Regions from separate parts of the Mus musculus genome. Here region 1 is linked to region 2. The links are chromatin contacts, called in public capture Hi-C maps. All regions are on one chromosome and are shown on one strand. The core of a region is the stretch at or near the end of the contact, and the rest is flanking DNA. Distances in the headings are between cores, read along the strand shown. Region 1 overlaps Fanca (Fanconi anemia, complementation group A). Region 2 overlaps Zc3h18 (zinc finger CCCH-type containing 18).

Evidence for each region. Capture Hi-C pulls out chosen DNA fragments and counts their contacts.
Region 1: a contact with region 2 is called in a capture Hi-C map of embryonic stem cells, with 3 times the contacts expected there. The contact joins two enhancer-like sites. A contact is called at or near these places in 1 of 39 promoter capture datasets (cranial neural crest) and 2 of 9 other capture datasets (embryonic stem cells and liver).

Annotation. Positions count from the first base shown.
Region 1 is chr8:123,267,375-123,274,472 of GRCm38.p6, reverse strand. It overlaps Fanca (Fanconi anemia, complementation group A), which reads left to right. Exons shown (of 43, transcript NM_016925.3): 33 at 1-5; 34 at 77-136; 35 at 221-325; 36 at 2,041-2,153; 37 at 3,133-3,268; 38 at 4,179-4,241; 39 at 4,508-4,613; 40 at 5,111-5,183; 41 at 5,395-5,530; 42 at 5,636-5,728; 43 at 5,924-6,229. The coding sequence ends at 6,031. Zfp276 (zinc finger protein (C2H2 type) 276) reads right to left here. Exons shown (of 11, transcript NM_020497.2): 10 at 6,774-6,873; 11 at 3,922-6,703. The coding sequence ends at 6,433. Among named protein-coding and RNA genes, the nearest start is that of Vps9d1, 17 kb to the right of the region's middle. Within about 2 kb of position 1,967, at least 15 of the 459 cell types and tissues checked have an H3K27ac peak or open chromatin away from gene starts, as enhancers often do. A contact at or near this core is called in embryonic stem cells, where this site is marked.
Region 2 is chr8:122,410,025-122,416,125 of GRCm38.p6, reverse strand. Zc3h18 (zinc finger CCCH-type containing 18) reads right to left here. Exons shown (of 18, transcript NM_001029994.1): 11 at 5,141-5,245; 12 at 4,699-4,842; 13 at 4,423-4,488; 14 at 2,976-3,136; 15 at 2,664-2,863; 16 at 2,176-2,269; 17 at 1-90. Among named protein-coding and RNA genes, the nearest start is that of Il17c, 8.9 kb to the left of the region's middle. Within about 2 kb of position 1,630, at least 34 of the 459 cell types and tissues checked have an H3K27ac peak or open chromatin away from gene starts, as enhancers often do. A contact at or near this core is called in embryonic stem cells, where this site is marked.

The DNA.
Region 1 (7,098 bases), core at 718-3,217, 860 kb before region 2:
AGTTGGTATGTGCAAACGCTCTGGGCTGCCCTTTCTACCTCTGTCGGTTTTGTGCTGACTTTGAACTGTTTTCCAGAGAAACTTCTGTTGCCACGGCAGTGTCCTGACCTCTGACATTACCATCCACTTCTTCAGGGTAATGTGATGCCTCCTTCGGGGCCTGGGCTCCCATGGCACCTGGGCTGGCAGACTGCTGAGTCTTAGGATGCTTTTGCTGCAGGGGCTCCTTCGTGTGTGTCTCCGAAGTCAAGACCCAGCATTGGTGGCCAACCAGACACTGACAGAATGCCAGACTAAGTGTCCCGTGATTCTGACTTCAGCACTGGTAGGTCTGCCCAGTTGGGTTTTTTACGTTACATTTATTTATCTCCTCCCCCTCCCCTGACCTCCCTGTATTCATGCAGAAGCCAGGTCTTTTTCCCCACTGTATGGGACCCTGGGATTGAACTCAGGTCGTCAGATTTGGGAACAAGCACCTTTTCCCATTGAGACTTCTCACAGACCCTCGTCTAGGATATTTTCCCAAGAGTTGGGATCTTCACTTCCCGGGAGGTTCAGTGTCCTACCCTGGTGGTCAGTATTCACAAAAATGTGTGGTAGGGGCTGAAGCGCTGGCTCAGCATTTAAAAACAATGTTCTTCCAGAGAACCCAGATGGTGTTTCGTCACTCATCTCTCAGGTTCCAGGGGATCTAACGCCTTCTGATCTCTACAGGCACAAAGCATGTGCCCACATTTACTACATAAACATACATGCAGGCAAAAACTCATATATAAATATATATGAATGTATACATACTGTCTTAGTTAGGGTTTTACTACTGTGAACAGACACCATGACCAGGGCAAGTCTTATACAGAACAACATTTAATTGGGGCTGGCTTACAGGTTCAGAGGTTCAGTCCATTACCATCAAAGTGGGAGCATGGCAGCATCCAGGTAGGTATGGTGCAGGAGGAGCTGAGAGTTCTACATCTTCATCCAAAGGCTGCTTGTGGAAGACTGACATAGGGTGACAGTATTAAGTCCAAACACACAGTGACACACCTACTCCAACCAGGTCACTCCTATTCCAACAAGGCCACAACTCCAAATGGTGCCACTCCCTGGTCCAAGAATATACAAACCATCACACACATACATACATACATACACACATACATACACACACACACATGGTAGGTAGCGCGCACTGGCTCACAGAGACATCCTCTCTCTTCAGTGCTGTTAGCTGCTCAGCATCCCAAGGCACAAGCAATATCTGCAGATGCTAGTTGCTGGTCCCAGGAGCTACTGAAGCTTCCTAGGAACCCTGGGGGCCTCCATCTGGTTCACTATTCTAACCAGAGGGGAGGTGGACAGGTCAAGCCATGGCCAGCTTCATTTCAGTTTGTAGCTCATTGGGTGGAATTAATATTGATGAACTATTCTGTCTTTAGAAAGTTGCTCTCAGAAGCTCTCTTTAAAAAGTGGCATATAGAAGTGGGTCAGGTAGTGCAATGCCAACATTACAGGGTTTTCCTCATACGATGCCCTCCCTTTAAGCCTTGCTCCTGAGCACAAGAATGCCTCATAGATGGGTAGTGGTGGAGCACACATTTAATCTCAGCACTTGAGAGGCAGAGACAGGCACAGGATCTCTGAGTTCAAGGCCAGCCTGGTCTCCAGAGTGTGTTCCCGGACAGCTGGAGTTATACAGAGAAACCCTGTCTTGAAAGAAAAACGAAGAACGCCCTATAAGCTGGGTGTGATGGCCTACATCTTTCACCGCATCACTTATGAGGTAGAGGCAGGCTGACCTATGAATTCTAGCCCAGCCTGGTGAGTCCCGGGATAGCCAGAGCTATATCCTAAGACTCGGGCTCAGAAAAAGGAAAGCTAAAAGTTGCACAGCACTGTGACGTGAGCCGTGTGAGGCTCTCAGGAATTCCTAGCTTGACTGACAATTAGGTGTCTCGATGGTGGCCAAGGGGCAGCATATCTCATGGTTGTCCATGACAACTCCCTTAGTCTGCTTCTTGGTGGTCTTTCACTTCTCAGTTGTGGTGGTCGAGCCTGGAGCCAGTGCTGTGTGGTCGGTGGATGAGATGTTATCAGAGCCCACTGCCTCGAGAGCTGCGGAGGCTCCAGGAGGCCCGGGAATTTGCTAGCAAGTAAGCTGCCGCAGTGTCACGGGGGAGCCCAGCTAGTCCCTAGCTGGGCTGTGTCTATGGGCATCCTCTGAGTACTGGGGTGCTGCCCCTGAGTGCAAGGGGAGCCTCTGACTGAGCTGGCTGGCTGGCCTGTTTAAGGAGACTGCTCTAGTGTTCCTGAAGACTGGTTTCATCAGGTTTGATCCAGCTCGCCCTGCCCTGCATTCTGCTCTAAAGTTTATTTAACTCGGGGGCCCACAGGCCCAAGGCAGGCAGCACAGGGCAGGGAGCAGGTTCTCACCTCTCTCTTGACTTGAATGAGAGCCCAGTCTGATCTCTGCCAATGCTAGCTGACATCCCAGAGGAACACCAAGCCCCTGCAGCAACCAGGGAGTCCTCAGAGGCCTCGGCAAGACATTGCTCTTTATAGAGGACTTCCTTCTGGTAGCTGGTTTGGAATCCATGATGTCTGTGTCCTCCCTGATCAAAAGTACTCCAAATCCTGCTCAGTAACCAAGCCGGTCTTGCTGTCAACCCTGCTGCTAAGGGAGCTGCAGGGAGCTCAGATGACTCCTCTGACTCCTGTAGTGAACAGCATGAGTTTTCTGCCACACTCTTACCCTCATGGAAACTAAGATATCATGCTAGTAATTGGGCCTGACTCTCTTGGGCTAGCCCAGTTACAGGCCCACATGAACAAGCAGGAATACGGAGAACTTAGTAGTACTATGGCCTCTTCCTTCAAAGCTGCTGGGGCCCCGATATCCCATTATGAGGTGGGTAGGGCTAAGCTGGTTCCCTCACAGTGCTGTACACCGTGTGACTTACGTACAGGGATGGCCCCACCTATCAGGTCCTCCCTGAGGAGACAGACACAATCATCTGTAGTGATTCTGGGCCCTGCACTGTGTTTGAGAGGAGAGCCCCTTGCTGTTAAACACAGATACCTGGTGGCCAGGAGTGTGGCCATTAACTCTCTGCAACGATGTCTGTGTGTCAGTTTCGCCTCCGCGTCAGCTTCCCCAGCACCCAGCCCCGCCTGGATCGCAGCTGCTGCGCTGCACTTTGCGTGGAGAGGAGTTAGGAAGGAAGATGTCACTGCACATCTGCAAAGGCTGGACTGCCAAAGAGAGGAGGTGAGACAGTCTCCAGGGAGGTTGGCCCACTGGCTTTCCAAAGACAAGCAGATTTGGGGTTTTCACTCTTTTTCACAGTTAAACGATTAGCTTAGTGTTTATTGGTAAAATGCTTTACTTTTGGAAGTGCTTTGTCGGGCTTGTTTTTGCCTGCATTACAACTTAGAATAAAGCTACCAGCCAGTGTCCACACTGTGAGCCAAGGCTGTAGCTCTGCCTCTCTGTTCCAGCTTCTAAGAAGCAAAAGCACAGTCAGGCCTTGAGTGCTGGGCCCTAGAGAAAGAGTCCTAAACACCCAGTGCCTTCTCCAATGAGTACTTACATGACCTCTGGTGTGTGGATCAAGATTTGTTGGGGACAGAGGAAATGTGAACCAGCACTTGGGAAGGAAGTTGCCGCCCCTCTCACTTTTCAATATGGGTCCCCCACTGGCTCATAAAGTATATCCCAACCTAAGAACTCTATCAGCAGTAGAGCTGATTATTTGCTGACTGTAATATAAATGCCCCAGGATTCTTCTAAGCCCATTTTCCTGTTGCTTTTGGATATTAGAAGGAATGTTAATGGCTTCAGAGCCATATGGTGAGAGAGAACTGATTTACACAGGTTGTCCTCTGACCTGCATGTGTACACAAAATAAAATGTAGCAACAGTTGTTTGAAATGACCCTATTGGCCGTAATTTATTCTGAAATATGCTCCTGAATGGTAGTAAGCCTGGCATAGTGGTTCATACTAGCAATCATAGCACTCTGAAGGTTGAGACAGGAAGATTGCTGACATGGGTTTGAGCCACCCTGGGCGTCTCAAGAAAAGTGACGTAGGGTTTCTCCCTGTCCTGAGATCCACTGAGGCCCTAGGCTCTGGAGTGTGTGTGTGTGACTTTGATGCAGTAACTGTTTTCCTCCTAGCTGCTCATCGCCCTCTTCTTCTTTTCCTTGATGGGTCTACTCTCGTCCTACCTGACCCAACGGGTAAGTCAGACCGTTCAGCTGAGGTAGCCTTTTCCCTGCAACCCTGGCTGGGCAGGAGCCCCAGGTAGTACATTGCGCTCAGACTTCAGATCTCTGGGTATCTGAGGCTCTGTTTCTTGTTTGGTTTTCCTTTTGAGGTCTTGCTTCTGAGCTTGGCACAGTGACCTGGTGGGTATGGGCGCCTCTGTTCAGCTTGTGTCACCACTTTTAGACTTTGCAAAGTAAAAAGGAAGCACAATGACTGAGGGTTCTTCTGTGAACCACAGGACACTGCGGAGCATCTGAAGGCTGTGGACATCTGTGCCGAGGTCCTCACGTGCTTGGAAAGAAGGAAGGTGTCCTGGCTGGTGCTCTTCCAGTTGACAGAGAAAGGTGAGGAGCCATGTGTCCCTGAAACAGTATGGGAAGGCTGGCTCCACCCAAGATGAGACAGACATAAATGGATGTACTGTCACGACAACCTCCAAACAGTAACAACTCTGGGCAGCAAACTTCTATGGGTTTTACTTTTTACTGAGTTTATAAAACCTTACACTTTAATTTGGGGTACTAATTCAGGGCACACACACTTTTAAAGGAACAGAAGAGTCCATTCCGGGCACTCAGAGGTCTACCAGCAGACACGCTGTAGGGAAAGCAGTGGGAGAAGGACCTATTGGACTCCCAGTCTCTATTCTGTGTGAGACCAAGGGGAGAAAGACCCCTCTTCCCAGCAGCTCTTACAGGTGCCCTCAGTGTAGTCCACAAGCCCCTCTCAATGTCACCACAGCTAGACAGAAAGCTTCCAGGGCACAGGACATCTCCGAGTTCGCACAGCACTTGACACTGGGTTCAGGAGCCCACAGAGCTGACTCAACTCGGTTTTGCAGATGCCAAGCTGGGGCACCTCCTTCACTTGGCCCCAGATCAGCACACCAGGCTGCTACCACTTGCTTTCTACAGGTAAGTCAGTGAGTGTGAGGGAGGGAGCCCAAGCTCCTGGGGCCTGGAGGTCAGAGTAAAGGCGATGTTTCCCAAGGCCGCTCACTGGGTGGGGAAAGGTGCTTGCCAGTTTGTTCTACAAATGTGTGTATAGTCGCTGGGCTGGGCTGGGCTGGGCTGCTGCTCAACTCTCAGCATCTTCCGGTCCTTCACTGTCTTGCTTCCCCCACAGTCTCCTCTCCTGCTTCAGTGAAGGGGCCGCTGTCAGGGAAGCAGCTTTCCTGCACGTTGCTGTTGACATGTACCTCAAGCTGCTACAGCTCTTTGTGGATGGGGAAACCAGGCTCCAAGGGCACTCCGAGTCTCAGGTGAGTGCCCCACGTCTTCGAGGGAGACACTCCCTGGGAGCAGCAGTGAGGTGTGCTAGTGCCACTTCAGTGTGCCTCACACTTGACTGCCTGTCTCCGTTCTAGGGCAGCCCTGTACAACTGATAACAAAGGCACGTGTTTTTCTGCTGCAGCTAATACCTCAGTGCCCAAAACAGTGCTTCTCCAACATGACAGAGGTAACAAACCCAGAGTGTCCTCCCCGAGCTGATTTCCCAACTTAGATCAAATGAAGCCACAGCCCTGTGACACTTGAGATGGTGGCTGCACACCACAGAGCCATCAGGCAGGCAGCACAACTCAAGTGTCCACCTGCAGACAGCTTATCGGGCTGGCCTGGGGCTGAAGGCACTAAGCGTTGTATTTTCTCACAGCTGCTGGCTGGTCGAGGAGACTGTGACCCTGAGGTGAGCAACGCCCTCCGGCAGAGGCAGCAGGCTGACCCCAGCTTTGACCTCTACCAGGAGCCTCAGCTGTTCTGACTGCACCCATCTCAGCGCACCAGCCGGCACCTTTGTAAATAATTTATTGCCAGCAGGACATGGGGCTCTTGTTACACTAGAAAATAGATTACCAATCTCCTTGATTGCTCTAGTTAGGAAAAGAAATATTAATTATTCATAATCTGTGTCTGGCCTTATTGTTCAGTATCCATAGGAAAATAAAACTGCTGGTACCACAGCAGGTTGAAGTACACACCCTCAGCCCAAGAGAGGTGCCCTCCACCATATGGCTGCTGGCTCTGAGGTGGGGTGTAGTCTGGGGTCCAATGAGCAAGCAGAACTACACCGGCAGGGCAGTGAGGACTGAGTGAAAGTGTCCTTAACCTCACGTCACCTGCTGAGTTCAAGCCGCTCAAGGCGCCCAGCCAGCCAGCGGCCTCTCAGGTAGGCTCCGGCTTCACAGCCTGACCCTCCATGGTCCCAGAGGGGCTCAGAGGCCCAGGTGGCGGCTCTGCTTCCAGAGGCAGGGCTCTGTCCTGGGCCTGGGTCAGAGGATGGACCATGGACATATGCACGTTGAGGTTGTGGGCCTTTTCAAAGCGTCGGCCGCACTGGTCACAGGCGAAGTCCAGCTCAGTCTCTGCTTTGTGTTTGGTCATGTGGTACTTGAGGGATGCTCGTTGCCTGCACTGGAACCCACAGACCTCACACCTGGAGGGCAGAGGCAGGTGAGGTAAGCTGCACTTGTCCCAGTCACAGGCAGTGCCCAGCCCACACTTACTGCAGTGGCTTGGCTCCCGAGTGGCGCATCTGGTGGACGAGAAGGTGCTTCCGCTGCTTGAAGGTCTGCCCGCACTCGTCACAGATGTAATTGCGGACCTCTGCAAGAGCAGAGCGGTGTGAGCAGCAGCCACCGCCGATGCCCAGTCTGCTCCAGGAGAGGACGGTGACCACTGCTTTACACAGCACCGGGGACCTTTAAGAACCCAACCTTATTTAAAACCAAAGACGATTCTGATATGAAGAACTTCACTGATAAAAGTTTCTAGCTAGTCGACGGTGGTGCACCAACCACTAAGTCCCAGGACTCGGGAAGCAGAGACAGG
Region 2 (6,101 bases), core at 381-2,880:
CTGGGGCAGCAGGAGCTTTAGCGTTCTGGCCTCTCTGCCTCTCTGGTTTTGGGGAGCCCATTCTTCCACCTGATTTCCGGTCTCGAGAACCTAGTAAGCAAGGGGACAGAATGAAGCCACTGCTTTGTATGTGGGGCTGTCAGAGAACCCTAGTCCAAAGCATCAAAGTGACCAAGTGTGGTTAGCTCTAACTCTGGCACCTGAGGTAGAGGAAGGAGGAGCAGGACTTGAATGTGGTCCTTGGCTCATAGTGAGATTAAAGTCAGCCCGGGTCACCACGAGGCCCTGCTCAGAAAGTCACAGTATCAGGGCAGCTGGCACTTTTCTTTCTATAAAGAATAAAACAGGAAACGCCAGGGTGGGTGACATGAGTCAGCAGTTAAGAGACTGGCTGCTCTTTCAGAGGACCTCAGTTCAATTCCTAGCACGTGTAGGGCAGCTCATAACTGTCTGTAACTCTAGTTCCATCCAGGGGGTCCAATACCCTCACAGACAATGCACGAAGGCAAAACACCGATGGACATAAAACATTAACAAACAAACAAACAAACAAATAAATAGTGAAGACAAGACAAGACAAGCCAGGCAAAGCCAAGCGCTCCTTCAGAAAGCAGGCCTGGAGCTGGACTCATCTCATCAAGTCTTCTCCTTAGTGAGACCCCTCTCTCTCAGCACACGCATCTGACAATGCAGAGAATTAGAACTGGAAGCCAACTCAAGAGTGGAGTGCTCTCCTTTGTCAGGCTGGGCTAGGTAGCAGAGAAGAGGGCAAGGCCTGAGCATGACCCAATGGCCATGGCTCTGAGGAAAGAATTCCCTCTGGAGTTCAAAGCCCAAGGGTCATGGGCCCAGAGACCTGCCTGAAGTGAGCCCCAGAGCCTCAGCAGCAGCAGTCACCTCCTCTACACCTGCTTCAGAGAGGCAGGTATTGGTTTATATTGGTTTTTGCTCTGTCTATTAAAGCAAACCAGGAGAATCCCCCATCTTTCCTGCTGGGCTTGAGATGGGGTGTCCTGGGAGATTTGGAGGGTCTCCAAGACTCTCTTAGTCTCCAAGGTTAAAACAATGACTCAGAGCCACTGTGCCTTCCCACATGCCAATGACCCTAAGGTGTGCAGAGGCACAGCTGGGTCAGTCTGGGGTGAGGTTTCACTGACTGACTGCTGGTTGTGCAGGCTGGGTTTTATGGCAACTTGACACAAACTAGAGTCATCTGACAACCTCGATTGGGAAGATGCCTCCCTAGGATCTGGTTGTGGGTAAGCCATGGGGCGTTTACTTAATAAGTAATTGAATTAGGAAGGCCCAGCCCACTATGGGTGCTGCTCCCCCTAGGCAGGTGGTCATGGGCGGTATAAGAAAGCAAGCTGAGCAGGCCAGTAGGCAGCACCACGTCACAGCTTCTGCATTAGGCGACCCCGAGCTTCCTGTCCTGACCTCCATGATGAACAGTGGTGTGGAAGTGTAAGCCAATAAACCTTTTCTTCCCCAAGCCACTTTTGGTGATGGTGTTTTACCATAGCAACAGTGGCCCTGACAACGACGACGATAGCCGACGTGAGGAGGAGAGCGGATGCACTCAGTCATTTGCCTGCTGCCTCATGCAGCCCAGCCTGGTCTGGACTCTGGATAGCCAAGGATGACCTTGAACTTCTGACCCTCCGTCTCCAGTGCTGACGTTTCAGATGTGGGGCCAGGAACCAAACCCAGGGCTTTTGTGCAAGCCCTCTACTAGCTGAGCCCCTACCTGCCCCCTCACCCACTGTTTTGGTTGTATACTGGAAGGTTGGTCATTATTAACAGACTGCATTTGTGTCGCTGGGCAGACATTATTTATCATCTGTAACCAGGATCTTGTGCGCTACCACTGAGCTATATTTAAAGACTTAAAACCTTTCCCATCACACACCTATAATCCCAGCACTTTGGAGGTGGAGGCAGGAGGATCATGAGTTGGAGACAAGCCTGAGCTAAAGAGTAAGAAAATGTCTAAAAGGAAGAGCAAAGCTCGGTGCGATCGCTAGCACTACAGTGCTCATCACAGACACACAGTGGGGTTTTTAGGTTCCGCTACAGTTTTCAGAATATACTGGTGTCAAGCCCCCGCAGGTGGGCCTTCTGGCTTATGGGTGACATCCATAGTATAACCTCAGGCACAAGACCTCCAAGGCTTACCTCGGTCTGGGGACAAGTTGGCCTTCTTGGCAGGAGGGCTCTGCCGGTCCTTGTCTGATGGCTCATAGCGCTTCCGGCTTCCTTTATCAGCCGCCTGAAACAGCACAGTGAGGGCGGTAGGGCCCAGATCGTTGTTAGGCCAGGCAGAGGGTGGCGGTGTATCTGTTGTTACTGGAGAGTGGTTCTTTGCTCCCATGAGCCTCCTCTTGGCTGAACCCCTGACCCTCCAAAGCAGTTCTGTGGCCCTTGCCACCATGTGATGGGGCCCTCTGTGCTGCATGAGGAAGTGCCTTGCAGGATCTCAACATGTCAGGCCTTGGCCCTTCCAGACATGTGCAGAGCTTTGAAGATGTCTGATGCTGGGGTGGGGTCAGGACCCAGGCTGGCCAGGCCGCAGGTACAGGCACATGGATGGGCGAGGTCCCTTGGGCGGAGACCCCAGTACCCAGGCTCAGGTGCAGTAATACAGGCCTGTCCCCTTGTCTCACCTTGTTCAGCAGTGTCAGCTTTATCTCCTTGTGGGCAACAAAGGAGCCCTGTTGGGGCTGCCCGGGGACCGCCGGCTGAGGCGCCGCTGCCTGCTGGGAGGCCTTCCCACCCGCTGGAGCTTTAGAGGACTTGGGCGGCTGCGCGGATGGGTCCCGCCTCCGCTTTTCCTCTCTCACTCCGTCTTCTTTCTTGGATTTCCCTGTCAACGACAAACCTCAGTCACGGGTTCCTGTGTACATGACCATAAAGCAAAGTCTCTGTCGAAAGCTAACCCCCAAGCCCACATCCCAAGGGCAAGGGCCCTTGCCTACCTCTCTCCTTCTTGGTCTGGGCAGGAGTTGGGGATCGAGAGCTGGCTGAGGACACAGGACTGGCCAGGTCTGCATACATGTCATCTGAGTCCACACTGTGCACTGAGCTGCTACTCGAGGTGGCGCTGGACACTGAGGAAACGCTGCTCACACTCAGAGACCTAGACACACAAGCACAGCTGTGCGCTCAGCCCCACGGTGACTGCAAGATGGCTGGGCTGCAGGCTGACAGGAGGGTCTCCATGGCTTGTCTTTACCCAATTTCCATGTTTATGGGATGCACACAGACATAATACATAGTGAAAGGACAGCTCTGAGTCTCTACTTCACTAACCTGGATGACCCTGTACTGGGGACTGAGCCCTAGTCAACACTGATAAAAAGCACAACTTTAAGCTAGTTGATGGTGGTGCACAACAGTCACAACCCATAGTCCCGGTAACCTGGGAGACAGGCAGATCGCTGTGCTTCAGGATAACGGGTGTGAGCTGCTGGAGGTGTGCTGGAGCCCCTCTGCTCCCAGCTTCTTGGGAGTTCAAGCTCATCTGGGCAACACAGGGAGGCAACACAGGGAGACTCCCAATTCAAACGAGCCTGCAGCTCAGTGACAGGGAGCTTGAGCAGAATGCAAGGCCCTGGGTTTTAGTGGGACCACTAAGACACCTTGTACTCTCCTCAGGGCACAGGAGTAGGGGAGGGAGAGTAGATGGTGATACAGTTTTGATACAGGGCAGTGCCATGACATGTCTATCACAAACACCAACCAGCTTCTTCTAAGGGCATCAGGAGACAGAACAGAGGAGCAGAGACAGGGAGAAGATAGAGTCAGGGGTTCTTTAGTTTTCAAAAACAAACAGGCCGGGCATGGTGGCCCACACCTTTAATCCCAGAACTTGGGAGGCATAGGCAGGTGGATCTCCATGAGTTTCAGGCCAGCCTGGTCTACAAGAGTGAGTTTGGGCACAGAGAAACCTTGTCTCAAAGAGCCAACAAGTAAAAATCCCATAGGTCTTTAAAAGAGTCTAGATTACTAAGGCCTTGGACAAAAGCTAAGGCCCTGATGCGGGAGGACAGAGGAAAAATGGTCACCAGATTCCAAAAGCATCAAGCTGACTCTACCTTCTAACTCCTTTTTGGTTTTCTTTAAGGGATCTTTCTCCCAACTGCTTCAGGGCTGACTCCCTCCAATAGGGATCAGCAGGCCCCGAGAACACCCGTCTATCCTCAGGAAAGGTGTGGGTAGAGAACCTGGGACTGGCCTCAGCTTTGTCCAGATGGGGAGCAGGAGCAGTCTCGGCCTCTTCCCAAAGGTTAGGTAGGTGCTGTTGTGTGAAGGGAGACCATACTCGCCCTGAGCTGTGTGTTCTCGGATACTGAAGAGCCCTAACATGGTCAGCCCACCTGGTGAGGGAAAAAGGTCAATAGGGGGTAGCACCAAGCAAGTGACCTGGATCGGGAACTGGAGCCACTGTAGCTGCTACCACTGCCGCTACCACTGCCGCTGAGCGTCCGCCTGCAACACAAGCAGCATAGTTCACCTCAGAGGCGGCCTCACTGAGGCAGAGCCGTCCTGCACACCAGGCTGCTAACAGGCCTGTTCCAGGTTGGGCCTCTGCTCCTTGCTGCTTCCCTGGGGATGGACCCACCTCCCAGGCTCCAGTCTTCATCAGCACCAAGGACAAAGAGAACTGTCCCAGGATTGCCATAAGCCCACACTGCTCACCTCCTTGGGGGAGTCCTGGTTTGCCGCTCCTTTCTCCTGGCTTCTCGGAGATCTCCAGGTTTGGCAGGCTCAGGACCAGGAGCAGTAGTTTTGGTGGCCTGTGGTGGGGCTGGGGGAGGGGCTGGCTTCTTTATTGACTTCTCCCTGTGAGGCAAGGCCGGGTCAAGGCAGGGTAGGGCTAGGGTCCCTGCTCAATAAACCCACATCTCAGGGTTCTACAGTTTAAGCACGGCACATGACTGCTAAGGTTCCACGCTACAGGGACCCAAGTCTAGGTGCTGAGCCCGTGCCTCCGCCCACCTCCTGGGAGCCAGATCTGCTGCCCTTTGGAGGCTGTTCACTCTAGTTCAAGCATGGGATGGGGAGAGTGGAGGAGGCCGGAATCCCTGGAGACCCCACCGAGGTGGAGCACCACAGCAAACTGAGGGGGCTCAGGACTCACCCTGCTTTCCCAGGAGGTGGGGCCGGCTCCCCCTTGGTTCTGACTGGAGGTCTGTGTGGGGAAGGTGTGGGAGACGGGGATGGGGACGAGGAGAAGGACCGGGACCTGGGGAACAAAGACAGTGTGAGGAAGAAGTCTGGTGCTTGGCAAATTCCCTTACTGGCTGGAGCTGGCACATCCCCTAGGAAACAGAGACCTTAGGCTCAGGCTCAGCTGTTTCACCATCTGATAGAACACACACTCTGATAGGAGAGAACAGAAAAGGGCATCGCGCAGTCTCAGGAATGGAGGCTTGTATGCAGGAGAAAGCACATGGTTCTGCCTTAGCATGGGGCTAAATGGGTGGAGATGGCTTTGGCTAAGTGTAGAATCCAAGACACCTAGAAGCCGGGAGGTGGCAGAGCTGGTAAGGGTCCCACACGCCTGGTCGGCAGGCACAGGCACAGCACAGAGGTAGGTCCCCAAGAAGTGACAGCATGACATAAGCAGGGAGTGTACAGCGGGGAGATTATGGCCGGATGATTTCCACAGTGTCAGGTGTCAGCAGGGTAGACAAGCAGCCCAGGAAAGGGTGCTGGTCCAGGCGGAGTTTCCAGGATGAAGTTCTAACAGTGAGCTCACACTTCAGTCGAGAGGATCAAAGAGACTGGGTTGGCCTATGTTACCTACTCAGAACCACCACATTGATGCCTGTGACGTCGAGCTAGGTGGGGCCAGCAATGGGTCAGGTTCCTGCAGTCCTCCATGCTTTCATGGGCAAAGGCAGATGCCCGGGAAACCTAGCATTTACTCTCATGGGCAAGCACTACAGGAGGCCCAGAATACTGCGACCCAGGGGACCCTCCAAGCCTTGGCAGCAGGCCAGCCTCCTCTCCCTCAGCCCCTGCTTCTTCCTCAGCAGGCCTCCTGAGTGCGGCTTTGGGAGGGGCTGCTATAGATGAACTTCAGGAAGGACAGCTGC